Linked DNA regions of Mus musculus: region 2 is linked to region 1. The links are chromatin contacts, called in public Hi-C maps. All regions are on one chromosome and are shown on one strand. Each heading gives the region's core, a stretch centred on a gene start, on an enhancer-like site or on the middle of the called end of the contact. The rest is flanking DNA. Distances are from core to core; before and after follow the strand shown. Region 1 overlaps Olfml2b (olfactomedin-like 2B). Region 2 overlaps Atf6 (activating transcription factor 6).

Region 1 (7,307 bases), core at 3,262-5,761:
GAATTAATCCTCTGCTGGTTCATGGCCTGAAAACCTTACTGTGGTTGCTGCTGCTGACAGACACGTCAGGGTTCACAGCAAACTCACCGGATAAATTCATATTTGGAAAAGTTACCCACGGCCATATGGTGTTCATTTTATCCACTCATATATGATACTTTCGCCACTGACACATTTACATATGAAACTCTTCAGAAATGTTCAAACAGCCCCCATGGATAAATGTGGCCAGAATTGCAGTCCAATACAAACTTGTAAAATCAATTAAAATATAAGATTTTTTTTGCAGGTTTTCCTTTTCTAACTCTATAGCACAGTTCTCCAATGTGAACTCTGCAGTGACAATGTCATGTTACAACCTCAAAAGGTTGGCCATGCTGCTAGCTGTGAAAACTAACTACTGGTCAGAGGCACACCTCTACTGGCCTTTCTTGTGTTGCGTTGCTTTGGCGGAGCCGAGGGTGAGACCCAGAGTCTCACTCATGCAAGGCCAGTACTTTACCCCAGCTAGGGGCCTGGCTTCCCAGTTCCTGTCCTTTACAAACCCCTTTTCCTTTTACCAAAATGACCAGAGGAGCACCAGTCCAGGGAAGAAGGACTTACCTATCACATTCCGAATGTCATCTTCTTCTTCAGGGCTCAGGATGGGACCAGCAGAGGTTGCTTCCTGCCCTGCAGTCCCCTCTTCCTCTGGCATGTCTGTCCCAACTGTGTCAGGTAACAGAGGGACCAAGGGTAGAGCTTCCACAAATATGTCCCCAGGAACCATTGCTGGAAGTGGCTGGACAGCTGTGTGGGCCACGGTGGTGGGTGAGACTTGGGTAGAAGGCATCACCTCCGTGGGCTCTGGAAACACTGTGGTAGTCTGTGGGGTTGCCAAGAGCTCTCTATCGGAGGCCTGAGGAGCAGGCTCAACAAAGCTGGATGCTGAGGCAGAGGCCTGTGCAGGCTCTGAGGATGAGGCTGCGGCCTGAATGCTCGCATCAGTCGTGACAGCAGCAGTGTGACGAGTGGTTGCTGGCCTCCGGGTGGCACTTGTCAGTAGGTCTTCCTGTCTTAGAAGCTGATCTTCTATCAGCAAGTCCACTCCACTGTCGCCACTGAAAAGCTCATCGTCTGTGGAACAAACACAAGGCTCATTTGTGGCACAGGACAAGGAACACTCTGGCCACGGATGGGTGGCAACAGGCAGGTGAAGGAGGCTCCTTGCTCCAACATGGCAGTGAGCTGAGAAACCGAGTTCAGCCCGGATTTTACCTGGTGGCTTTTATTTTCTGGTTGGAGGTGGACCCCAGGGCTTTGTGCGTTTTATACAAGCCCTCTAGCTGAGGTCCATCCCAAACCCTTCTGGCTGGGGACTTAGATGCTGGCCAGGAACATGGGGAGAAGAGTGTCTTCTTGAGAGTCTCTGAACAATCTGCTACTATCCTTACTCCAGCCTGGGGAGGAGCAGTCATGGGCTATGAGCCTGGGCAGCTCACACTGGCAATGTTAGCACTTGGGAAAGTGAGCCAGGATTGGGAGTTCAAGGATAGCCTGGAAAACAGTAGCTAAGAAACATTTTTAGAGAAAGAAAATAAAAACAATAAACCCCCTCAGGAGCGAATAGAATGGTTGGTCAGATGAGACCCACTGAGCTGGCTGGGCTCAGGAACCTGAGAAAGTTAACAGTAGGCCCTGCGACATGGAGGTTGGGGAGAGGCGGGGAGGACTTGGTTGGAGGAGCGGGTGGCGCAGGAAATAATAGTAATGCGAAGCCTGGGGGTCCAGAACAAGCCTGCTGAGGCTGAGGAGTAGTGAGGAGGCCAGCGTGGACCCAGCAGAGGGTACAAGTGGGAAGTAGGGTCAGAGGAAGCCAGCACTTAGATCGAGGGCAGCTTGGGGTCTCTTTACAGAGGTCAGTTTTAATTCTGAGAGAGATGGATGAGCAGACAAAACTCGGAAGGCAAAGATGTATGAGAGGGGACACTGAGTTCTACGCACAAAAGAAAGAGCTAGAAAGCTAGAATTCAGAGGTTCGCCTGGAACACCAGGAGGGAGATGATGCTGCAGGGGTGGGGCAGGGAGGAAACACCCTAAGGGCTGGACCGGAAGAGGGACGGAGCACTTGGGTAGTCAGAATTGGAGAACATACTTAACGTGGGTAATGATTGCAGCTGCAGCAACAGGTTGAGCGGAAAGCATTGGATGAAAGAACAAGGTGTAGCAGGGACACATCTGGGGAGGCTGTTTCCTGAGACCAGAGGGAAGGACCTGGCTGGGGTGGGTAAGAGCGGGTAAGGGGTGAGCAGGAGCTGGAAGAGACACCAGAAAAAAGAATTCCACCCTTCACAGATCAGATTGAACAACAAGGAGATAGAGATAAAAATTGGCAGCAAAGTCTAGAGGATAATTTACTAAAGCTGGCAAAGCAAAATAAGGCAGTTGCTGCAATATTAGAATGACAACATAAAAAGAGGCTGGAAGAAATGCTAGAACGGAGATTTCTGAAGTTCACAGATGACTCTGAGCAACAGAGAGATAAGCTTAAGCCTTGGCAGCATAGCCTAGAGCAAACACTAGAACTAAAGGGTCAGGATTTCATTGGTCAAAATAAGCAGCAGAAAGAGAAGAATGAAGGTTGGAGCCAGAAGCTGGAAGAGATGCTAGCACAGAAGTTTCTGAAGTTCATAGATGAGCCTGAGCAACAGAGCAAGGAAAATAAAGATGACAGGAGACATGGAGGGATACAGAAGTGAGCTCGTCTATTCTTTGTGGAAAGGCAGGAAGGGTGAAGGCTGATGAGAGAAGGAGTTGGAAATTCAGCAAACTTGAGGACCACAGAGAGGAGCAGATGGCAGAGCTTACCTAGTATCTCCAAGAAAGCTATTCTGCCCAAGCCTTGGTTTCCCTATCTGTAAACCAGAAGGAAGAAACAAAAGGATTCAGATGTCCCTGCAGCTCATCCATCCTTTGCCACAGTGTCTTTGAACCCCAGAGAGGTTAAGGTCCAAGGCTTCTCAGCAAACTCTGGGATAACTGCATCCCTGCACTAAGGATGAAATCCCTGACCCTCTGACCCGGACTCACGCTGCTCTTCTATGTCATTTTCCTCCTCAGAGACCTTGGCTTTATAGTAGGTGATTCCCCTGATGACGGTGGGCTTGGAGGCCAGCCGACCTCTCAGGTGCACCTGTCTCTGCAGGGGCCGCTGCGGCTTCATCGCTGCAGGAGGGACCAGTGGCTGCGTCCTCAGGAGTTCGATGGAGTTGATCTGCTGTGACACAGTTTCCTCCTGCAGAAACCGTTCTTCATACTGCTCCTCAGAGGGGACAAAATGGAAGGTCAGGTCACTCCCTGATCAGAGACATGGGACAGGACGAACAGTGATGGAGCACAGGCCACAGTCAAATACAGTCGCACTTCCCAAGAGGGCCTTAGCTGTAGAGATTAGCTGTAGAGATCCAGTCCAGTCATCATGGCCAGACTGTCTCCCCATCCCACCACCTCGGTGTGTACAGAGGGGGGAAAACAGGGCTTTCACTCTGACCTTTAGGATCCAGCCTGGAGAAAACCCACCATGCTCACTTCTAACCACATCTCCTGTCATCTCTGCTTGTTTTCCCATGCATGAAGAGAGTTTAACCAGACTGTGCAACAGACATGGCCATCCCTAAATATGGCCGTCTCTTTGACATGAGGTAGTGATGGGCAGCTGGAAAAATGTGCACACATCCTTGTCAATCCCCCTTCACTGGGGTAAAAGAACTACCCGGGAGAGCACAACACATGCTAGTATGCCAGCTGTGCCCTTGGTGGTGTCGGTCCTCCATGCCATCTCTGTACCTCCCTCAAGCCTCTTATAAGGCAACCTCTACCAGAAGGATGGGCATGCTTGCTTGTTGGTGGTGCCATTTTAGTGAGCACCTATTACAGCCAACCCAATATAGAATATTATTTTTAATCCTCATAGCAATGGAGCAAGGTAATGCTACCAGCATTTCCTGGATAAGGAAACAGCCATTCAGTAACTTAGTTGAAACTCCACCCAGGGAAGTAGCTGAGAAGGATACAAGTGAAGTCACACAATCACCAAGTGGGCCCCACGGTTACTTCCTGGGCCTGTGTTCCTCCTTACATTAAGCCACATTGACTGTGACCTCAGGTCTACTTATTAGCCTTCCAAAAAGTGGCCACCATCTCCATGTCTTCAGGGCTGTGGTCTGGCAACTGCCCTGTGCATGGACGTGGAAGATGTTTCATTTCCCAGTGGAAAGAGCTGCCTGGGAGGTTGACAAGAGGCTCCTGCCACAGCCTCTACCTCAAATGCCCAGGGGCAACTAATTGCTGGCGCTGGTTTCCCTCCATGTCAGAGAAGCCAGCTGTCATTTCTTTGTGGCAAACCCCAGGAACTGACTTTAGGTCCAGGCTCTCGGGAAAGGGCAGGGACTGCAGTTCTTTGTCCCAGCCAAGGATATGGAGCAAGACGGTGGACAGCCTTTGCCAGACAACATATAATTTCCTTGGATTCGCTGGCGGCAAGTTGAACTGGGCGGCAGCTACCCCCACCACATTCTGATTGCCTCTCTGTTCATCCAAGAGTCTGCCAAATGATTTCACCTCCTGGCATCCAGTGTTCCCACACCCACAGTGCCTTTCCACTACCAACCTGATCTCCGGGCCTCCCTGCCAACCTTCTAGACAAGGACCACGTTGGAAGACCACCTTACAAAATAATTACTAGCCGTTCCAAGAATTGTCTGGCATCATTTGCAAGAAACAAAAATAACCAGCTAAAACCATCTCCCCTGTTGCAGCGTGGCGCTCACCAAAGACACAGGGCTGCTGCGTACACACCGAGAGAATGAGCCTACCTCTGGGCATCCTGTATCTCCCTCTCTGCTTCTAGCCTGGCTGGGTGGATTGTGCTAACTTCAGCACTGTGTGCTGTGGGGACTCAGGGAAGGCCCGGGAAGGACTTTGCTGAGCAAGGAGAAAAAGAGTTTGGTGTGTTTGATTTGGTTTGTAGTTTGCCCTCGGGAAATCTGAGCAGGGTTTCTGAATGTACCACAGAATGTGTCATCAAGACAACAGACCGCATTCTCCAGCTTAGCTGGCTGACTGGGAAGCTGGAAGCAGAAGGTAAGGAAATGCTGGCTGCACTGGGCAGCGGGGGCTGAGATGAGAGGCACAGGAGCCAAGTGTGAGGGGCAGACACCTTCACGTCCCTTTCTGGTTCCCAGAGCTCCTGGCTTTGGGGTGATTTCAGGTACCTTCACACCTCTTTGTGGGGTGATTTCAAGGTCCCTTAGGGGTGACCCACCCACCAGGCTAAACACATGTTTCAGTGACCAATACGTAAGGGACACTCAAAAATAAGACAAATTATTTATGAGGGAATATAATGTTTCAAAAACATCAAAAGCCAGGTAATGACTACTGTTTCTTGCTTTACAGCATGGGATTGCTTTTGACTTCTTTTTTTTTGTTTTGTTTTTTTGGTTTTTTGTTTTTGTTTTTTTTTTCGAGACAGGGTTTCTCTGTGTAGCCCTGGCTGTCCTGGAACTCATTTTGTAGACCAGGCTGGCCTTGAACTCAGAAATTCGCCTGCCTCTGCCTCCCAAGTGCTGGGATTAAAGGTGTGCGACACCACCGCCCTCCTGCTTTTGACTTATTGGGGAAGTCCACACACCATACTCTTCCAGTGCCTGTTGTCTCAGAGTCCCCATGTGTCTTCAGAACACATGTACTCGAAAGTTCCCAAGCCCCCCAGATATGCCCCCTTAGCCTCACTATAATGAGTTTCTTTACCCAAGAGTTCTGAGCCTGTAAGCCAGCAATGGAATTCGGTGTATAGAGTGCTTATCTTGCCCAAAGTCCTGGGTTTAGTCCCTAGCACCGCATAGACCAGGCATGGTAGTACACACTTGTAGTCGCAGCACCTGAGACTCTGAGGCAGGAGAATCAGTAGTTCAAGGCCATCTTTGGCTACATAGCCAGTTTGAAGCTAGTTTAGGAGAGATGACACCCATCAACTAACCAAACATCAAGAGTTCCGAGCCTACACACAAAGCCTTCCATCCTCTCTACCCAAATTTACGATAACCCAGGCAACAGAGTCCCACAAAGCAATGTGACCTGCTATAATTTGGATCTTAAGTCTATTTATTGAAGGTTTGGTGTCTAGTTCATGGTGCTATGAGGTAGTGCAAGCTTTAAGACATGGGGCTTAGTGGGATAAGTTAGGTCATAGGGCCTGGCCCCTTCTTCTCCTTGGCTTTGCTATGCCCTGGGGTGACTGGCAGAGCTTTACCACATACTCCCCACGCAAAGCAATGACCGTGAGCTGAAACTTCTGAAATCAAGTCGTTTGACCATTCCTCTTTTTTAGTTGATTATCTCAGGTAATTTGTTACAGTAGCAGAAAGCTGAGAAACACACTTCGCAACCTTTTACATATATCATAGCACACAGAAGAGCCAGCTCAATCTCTAACTAACCTAGGCTCTGCCCAACACATACCCATCATCATCATCATCATCACATAGCCCTGTCTGTCCTGGAATTTGCTATGTAAACCATGCTGACCTCAAACTCACACAGATCTAATTGCCTCTGCCTCCCAAGTGCTGGGATTAAAGATGTGTACTAGAGATCCCTCTGCAAGTCCAGCTAGTAATTTTTAGGAGAAAGTCACCAAATGAAGAGATATTTTCATGCAAGCAGGTCTTGTGGCATGACTCAACACTATATTGGCCATCTCGTACAGGGCTAGCTTTGTGGTAGGGACACAAGTCAGTGGGAGGAACAGGGGTTGGAATGTTCTGCCTTTACTTTCCAGCGGATCCAGGCTCTGTATCCATCTGTAAGATGGGGATACTGACCTGTGTCTGGCCTGCTTTCCAGAACTGCAGTCATAACCAGACAGTGAGAAAGGTGACTAACGAGGCCCTTATAAATAGGGGGACCATATCATTTACTGTCTGCAAGCTGAGGCATTTCCAAGAGAGAGAAAAATGTGGTGTTCATAACGACGCTAGGAGAGATGCAAACATAGATGGTCCCATGTATGTCCTACAAGAGATGCTCAAGAGAGCAGCATGGGATATCGTGAGAACAGTACCAAGGCTCAGAAGACCCAGATTTGAGTACCAACTTCCACCCTTACTCACTGAACTTCCCTGGCTGTCCTTGTTGGTTGAAGCTGGGCCAAGCCCTATCCATCACACCTATGGGGCTGTGACACAGAACTGAGACCCTGGCCTTGGAAGGACTCAGCCCCGAGCTGCTCTTCCTCAAGCTGATCTCACTCTTCCAGGCCCAGGAGA
Region 2 (7,307 bases), core at 3,257-5,756, 170 kb before region 1:
TAAATTATTCAGGAAAGAATATTTTCTAAGTGAGTGTTAACACAAGTTTTTCATAAGGTAAAGATGACCTCAGATCCATTTAAAATTGCCTTAGTATGTGATTTGAGACACAGGCTCAATTTTATGTTTCTCTAAAATATTATTAAAAGGTTTATTCCAATATCATATATTAAAAGTTTATTTGTCCCCCTCTCTGATTTCATTTATAAGTATGCATTTTAAATTTATAGAGATGGTATTATTATTATTAATTATTGGTTTGCTGTTATTGATTTATATTTGAGTTTTGAGACAGAGTTTTGCTTTGCAATTCAGGCTAACCTTGAACTCATGAACCTCTGCTTCAGCTTCTTGAGTGGTGTGGTTATAGGTGTATTCCACATGCCTGGCTCCCATTTACTTTTAAAGATGAATTCCTGTTACTCTGTATCTATTAACTCTGTTGCATCTAACTGCACATTTCAAAACGCATTCACTGTATTTTACCCATACTATGAAGAATATATTTTTGTAAAAATAATATTCTCTTGTGGCCCTGTGTCAGGATCCCTTGGGATGTATGTCCACATGTGGAGAAAGTGGGTGACAGGCTGCAGGTCCTTGTCAGTCAGTGCTTGCGTGCTTTCCCGGAGCTGCTGCAGGCGCTCAGCAGGCGCTCAGCAGGCGCTCAGCAGGCGCTCAGCAGGCGCTCTGCAGGCGCTCAGCAGGCGCTCAGCAGGCGCTCAGCAGGCGCTCAGCAGGCGCTCAGCAGGCGCTCAGCAGGCGCTCAGCAGGCGCTCAGCAGGCGCTCAGCAGGCGCTCTGCAGGCTTTGAAGAGCCTGGGAAGTTTTCTGCTAGGGCCGATGTTATCCAGGAGTCTGGGATTTTTCCAGATAGTAAATCTTTGATTATTTTTTCTTTGATTATTGGTTGTTTACAAACTGTCTCTAATTTCATTATGTATTTATGATCTTCATAAATTGTGTATTCTTGTCCTTTGACAGTTGTCTATGGATTTACTGTCTGTTTTTGTGCTATTTGCAAGAATCAGATGAGTGGTTAAGACATTAAGTTGTGCTGTGTGACGTCTGTGTTGGTGTGTGAGGAGGCTGGTTCGTCAGGAGTACCTCACCCCTGTGAGACAGCTCTCAGTCCTCAGACCTAACTCATCAGGTGGCTGACCTGAGCCCCAGGGCTCCCTGTCTGTTTTTCCCAGCCTGAGGTGAGAAGTGTGAGAAGACAGTACTTTCCTCCCTGACTCTCAAGTCTCAAACTCTTGCTGGGTAAAGGCATTGCTAACCTCATTTTCCTATTATCTATCAACTTTGTAGTCTTTGGGTTTTTTTGTTTTTTTTTTTTGTTTTTTGTTTTTTTGTTTTGTTTTGTTTTGTTTTTTTCCAGACAGCGTTTCTCTGTGTAGCCTTGGCTGTCCTGGAACTCACTCTGTAGACCAGGCTGTTCTTGAACTCAGAAATCCATCTGCCTCTGCCTCCTGAGTGCTGGGATTAAAGGCGTGTGCTGCCACTGCCCGGCTGCAGTCTTGTTAAGTAAAACTTATTAATTTTCAATTACTCATATATGCCCCCACATATACCCTCTTTCCTTCTTGGCTTAATTTTGAAGTGTTTTGTTTTGTTGGTATTGTTTTTTAAGTTTTCTTTTAGATTTTAAAATTTTATTTTATATGTATCAGTGTTTTGCCTATATGCATATATGTGCACTTACATGTGTATGCCTGGTGACTCCAGAGGTCAGAAGAGTATGTCAGGTACCCCAGGACCGGAGTATAGATGGCTGTGAGCCACTGGGTGGGTGCTGAAGAACAAGTGTTCTTATCTGCTTAGCTAGCTCCAGGCCCAATTTGGAAGTTTTAAGAAGTTCTTTTGTGCTTATATACCACAAAGATATTTCCTGCATTTTCTTATATTAACCATATATTAACCATATAGTTTATCTTTAACATTTAGTTTTTCTATACTTTTTGAGCCTACTTTATTCTGTGTTATTAGAAGGGAATCTTAATTTTTTCCTATGTTACCCTAACAAACATGACAGATTCACTGAAAATTAAGAGAGAATTGTTAAAGTCATCTTAATACATCTTTATATTATTTGTTCATCCATTAAGTAAAATAACTGTTTATTTTAAGATTAATCTCCCTTATTGTGGAAGAAGGCAGTGTTGATAAAGAATTAATAGAATTACTTTGCTTTTAAAATTCTTTTAAGGGTGAATAAAAGAAATGGGAAGGGATATTAGCCGTAGCTCTAGCCTTATGGTGATAAGTCGCTGTCTGTATGACTACAGACCAGGGAAGACCAGAGTGGGTGGGGAGAAGTGGGAACAGATGAACAGTCTATGCTTACTTCGCGAGTGCGGCATAAGATGCTGCATTTTCAGTGTCTTTCCTCTGGGGTCCGTGAGCGTTGACTTACCAATAGTCACTTATACTGTGCATTATCTTCGCATTAAGCTGTCTGTGGCACTTTTCTGTTTAAGTAAGATCGTGTTCTCTTTTTAAGTAATTTGTTGCTCAAAGATTATACCCTTGCTCATTAATTTTTTGTGTTTCACTGCAGGAGGAGTTGGATTTGTTGTCTAGTTCTCAGTCCCCCCTTTCCTTATATGGCGACAGCTGTAATAGCCCCTCCTCTGTAGAGCCACTGAAGGAAGAGAAGCCTGTCACTGGTCCTGGAAACAAAACAGGTATCTGCCGCTCTCGCTCTCCCAACTTCTATTATTTCCATTTTAGACAACTTAAGTTCCATATTTAAAAGGCAAATCTTGGATTAAGCTTATATTTATTAAATTGGCTTGCATTTAAAAAATAGTCTATTTATTTTATTTTATTATGTGTACAAGTGTTTTATCGGCATATATGTCTGTGAACCAAGTGCATGCTTCCTGACCCCAGAAGCTAAAAGAGGGCTTCAAATCCCCTGGAACTGGAATTGTAGACAGTTATAAGCTGTTGCAGAATCCAGGCCCACTTGAGAAACAACCAGTATACTTAAAGCCCCTAAATTACATCTTATTTTTTTGTTGTTCTGAATAATAACTGAAAAAGTCAAGGGGAAAAATGTTTTATGATGGTCTTTGTGAAAAATAGTTAGAATAGGCGTGGACCCCGTCATCTTCAGGAGAGGTTGTAGCAGTGCAGTTAAAGACACTGAGTGAAAGAGGTGACGCCTCTCACCTCCTTAAGCTGTGGGCGTCAGTCAGTAATTTTGACCTGACCTTTAGCAGTTCATGTTCCCCCTTCCCAGAGCTGCACAGGATGATCTCAGAGTAGGACGTTCTCTTCAGTCTGTTCAGCTACAGAGTAGCTGTGCGTACGCTCATTGGTGATTGTTACTCGGAAGTCAGGACAATACATAGAGGACAGTATGGAACGTGATTAGGGTAATACATAGAGGACAGTATGGAATGTGATAGCTTTTCTTAACTTTCTTCAGATTGACTTGGAGGTTTTTTAAAATTTTTAAAAAATTTTTTTTTAAACTCTAGAACATGGACTGACTCCAAAGAAAAAAATTCAGATGAGTTCAAAACCTTCAGTTCAGCCCAAGCCTTTATTACTTCCAGCAGCGCCCAAGACTCAAACCAATGCCAGTGTCCCAGCAAAAGCCATCATCATTCAGACACTACCAGCCCTTATGCCACTGGCAAAGCAGCAGTCGATTATCAGCATACAGCCTGCGCCCACCAAAGGTACCCATGGAGACTATGACGCTCTGTATAATATAAGGCTTATATTACACACTTTATTTTAATTTGTATTAAGTTTTTTGAGCATGGGCCATCACATCAGGAAATGTCCCTTGGTTCTCAGGATTTTGCAGAGATGACTAATATGGTTCCTGCCTTTGCAGAGACAGAATACTGATCATAACTGTTGCTTCTTATTCTCTTACAGCTTTTATTGTGATGATATCTGTATTCGAGGTGCTGCTGTTGTGGTTGTGGTGGTGGTGGTGTCCTCCTTCTCTTCTTCTTCCTCCTCTTCCTCTCCCCCTCCTCCTCCTCCTCCCTCTTCTTCTTGATTTCCTTTTTCTCTTTCTTTTTTGAGGCAGAATGTCATGTATCCTTAACTGGCCTGGAACTCTGTAAATAGAGCAGGCTGGCTTCAAACCAGCAGAGATTTGCTTGCTTCTGACTCCTGAATGCTGGCACTAGAGGTGTGTGCCACAGCTGGCTGAGGTTTTTGATATAAAACCACTTAGAATGAGGAAGAAACTCTGGGAGACGTTTGTATTGCTATTTTATTCTGAGATTATTCTGGCTGTGGCCGTCTTGTTTTGTTTTGTTTTGTTTTGTTTTGTTTTGTTTTGTTTTGTTTTGTTTTGTTTTGTTTTAGGGGTGGTTAGGACTTACAATAATAAGGACCATTTCAAATCAGGGATGTGTTGAGCAATAAATCTGGCTCTTAATTTCTGAGGAGACTGTGTAGTTTGATAAGCAGGGCATTGAACTAGGTTTTAGAAGACCTGACTTGCCAACTGGCTCAGATTTGGTGTTTTTCTATATTTTATCCACCAGATGGCCTCATGCACTTATGATTCTACAAGAAAGTCAAAAGGATGTTAAGGGTTTATAAACTAGTGAAAGAAATTCAGGTCTGAGGACTTGATAATCTTGAGATATGTGACATCTTTTAGGCAGCTTAGTCATCACTGTACTTATATCAATCTGTGTACACATGGCTATGAGAAAATTTATGCAGTACTCATTTCTCCAGATTGAATTTATTGGCCCTCATCAGCACTAGGAGTTAATAGGACTTCTGTAAATAAGCATCAACGTTACATTTGTGTTTATGTTCATATTTGCATTTAAGATTGGTTAGCTTATTTCTCTGGAGCATCGTTTCAATGGGAAAGGCTTCATAAATTTGATCTCAACCATGGGCAATAGAACATTGATAAAAAGAACTAAACAAGGGAGTGGCTGTATGGGTGAAAACCTATTCCTAATGAAAGAACAAAATGAACAGACAAACAATTTGAAATGCCCGCCTTCATTCAGGAGCAGCATCCTATTTGTTTTTTTAAATAGGAAAAGTAGCGAGCCTATGGAATAAGTGTTCTTGTGATTTGCAAATGGATGTTAAGGGCTGATAAACTCTTTGAAATAAGGCACAAGATTTAGTGTATATTCATAAATTGAGTTTTAGGACTAGTACCTAAAGTATTTCTAAGACCTCAAAATGATTTGTATCTTTCCAAGGCTAAGAATTTAAATTCATGAAGAACCTCATTAGAGTTCCCACAGCTGTTAAAGCACATGCATGAAAGCCGAAGTATGACCTTAGCATGGCAGCGTGTAAACGAGGGCGTACCCTCAAGAGTTTGCTGTAAACTCTTGGCTCTGTTTGAGAGATAGGAGATCTTTTTTTGTTTTTGTTTTTTTGTTGTTGTTGTTTTGTTTTTCAAGACAAGGTTTTTCTGTGTAGCCCTGACTGTCCTGGAATTCACTCTGTAGGCCAGGCTGGCCTGGAACTCAGAGATCCGCCTGCCTCTGTCTCCTGAGTGTAGGGATTAAAAAAGGTGTGCGCCACCACCTCCAGCCCGAGATCTCTAGCAAGATAAAGATAGATTTTTTTTTTTTGCGCAGCTTATCAGTTCCAGAGATTAAAAGTATACATTTTGAATTTCAATAATTTTATATGATCTGAAAACTATATTTTTGATGAGCATGTGCCAATAAAATGGTTTGTTTTTATAATATAATCTTTGGTATTAATATTATAATCTGAAGTTTAATTATGTATCTTTCATACTTTTTAAAAAATTTGACCTTGGAATGAGAAGAAGGAAGTGCTGGGGAGATGGCTTTATCAGTAAAGCGCTTGCCGCAGAAGCACTAGGACCTGAGCTCAGATTCCCAGCGCCCACATGGAAAGCTGGGTGCCCTAGTGCCTCTCTAGAAGTAGGCAGATCCCTGGAGGTCACCAACCAGCCTGTCTAGCCAATTGATCCAATTTCAACGAGAGACCGTTTCAAATCTAAGGCAGAGAGCCACTGAAGAAGTACCCAGCAGCAGCCTCTGGCCTCCACACACATGTGCACTCACGTGTATGTGCATTCACGTGAAAACACGTACATGCATATACTATGTGGACAAAAAAGAAAAATGGAATAGATGTGATTCCTGCAGGCTTAATGCTTTGAAATTTGGTTTCAGTTAAATTTTCTAACTTTATACTACAGTGTCATTATTTTCTTGAACTCAAAAATCCTTTCTCAGTATCCTAAGAGCTTGGTTTATAGCCATATATTATTTTCTATCCAATACAAATTCATTTAAAACCATAGCTAAATTCTTAATAATCGTTTCTCATTATGTATTTTCTCAGTCCATAGAAACTGACAGACAACCCTGATTATCTTGTGTAGCTGAGCTATTTTTCTGCTGTTAAGAGAAGAGTACTTTCGGGCACTGGTGTACCTGTAATCCCAACCCTTGAGAAGCTGAAGCTAGAAGGTTGTGAGCTGAGGCTAGCCTGGGTCCACAGCAGCTTCCAGGCAGCTTTGAGCTCCATAGTGAGATCCTGTCAACCACCCCCTCACTGCCACCCAGGGTTTAGTGGTAGAAGGCCTTCCTAGCATGTACAAGTCCCTGGGTTCAGACTCCAGTGCCCTGAGAAGTAAGGATATTCACTTAGGAATCCTTGGCTTCAAATTTACATTAGAGTGAGTATATCTTTTTAATGGCAGCTTAACTTAATGTCTTATTCGGTACTGTTAAAAAACACAGTATTTGTTCATATGTTCATATATTTAAATACATATATACTTTTATTTGTATATCTGGCCTAGGTATATATTTCTATAATTTAATACATTAATACATTTAGTACATTTCTCCATTTTATATGAATTTATTTTATAACAGAAGGTCAGTTTAGGGGAAAGCAAGGATTAAACATGTCTGGCAATGTTATGTTCCAGTAAATGATATGTATTTCAAATTTAAGAATTAATTTTACATTTTTTTTGTAATCATTTATTTATTTATTCATTTACAACTCCAGATTTTATTCCCCTCCCAGTCCACCCTCCAACTGTTCCACATCCCATACCTCCACTCCATCCCCCTGTCTCCTCAAGGATGTCCCACTTCCAATCCCTATCCACCAGACCTCCAAACTCCTTGGGGCCCCCAGTCTCTTGAGGGTCAGGTGCATCTTCTCTGATTAAACCCTGACCTGGCAGTCCTCTGCTGTATATGTGTTGGCCTCATATCAGCTGGTGTATGCTGCCTGGTTGGTGGTCCAGTGTCTTGAGAGATCTCAGGGGTCCAGGTTAACCAAGACTGCTGGTCTTCC

Evidence for each region. A called contact is a pair of places that touch in the nucleus more often than the background predicts.
Region 2: a Hi-C map of bone marrow-derived macrophages shows a contact between it and region 1, with 22 read pairs. The contact joins two enhancer-like sites. A contact is called at or near these places in 4 of 39 promoter capture datasets (the HPC-7 cell line, embryonic stem cells, hematopoietic stem and progenitor cells and 1 more), 1 of 15 datasets of contacts at CTCF or cohesin (the NIH/3T3 cell line), 3 of 484 Hi-C or Micro-C datasets (bone marrow-derived macrophages, embryonic stem cells and stem cell-derived motor neurons), 2 of 115 datasets of contacts at active chromatin or transcription factors (heart atrium and pancreatic cancer cells) and 1 of 9 other capture datasets (embryonic stem cells).

Annotation. Positions count from the first base shown.
Region 1 is chr1:170,662,560-170,669,866 of GRCm38.p6, reverse strand. Olfml2b (olfactomedin-like 2B) reads right to left here. Exons shown (of 8, transcript NM_177068.4): 5 at 3,070-3,295; 6 at 604-1,116. Among named protein-coding and RNA genes, the nearest start is that of Olfml2b, 22 kb to the right of the region's middle. Within about 2 kb of position 4,511, at least 65 of the 459 cell types and tissues checked have an H3K27ac peak or open chromatin away from gene starts, as enhancers often do. A contact at or near this core is called in bone marrow-derived macrophages, where this site is marked.
Region 2 is chr1:170,837,065-170,844,371 of GRCm38.p6, reverse strand. Atf6 (activating transcription factor 6) reads left to right here. Exons shown (of 16, transcript NM_001081304.1): 5 at 2,560-2,686; 6 at 3,488-3,691. Among named protein-coding and RNA genes, the nearest start is that of Gm25235, 7.8 kb to the right of the region's middle. Within about 2 kb of position 4,506, at least 3 of the 459 cell types and tissues checked have an H3K27ac peak or open chromatin away from gene starts, as enhancers often do. A contact at or near this core is called in bone marrow-derived macrophages, where this site is marked.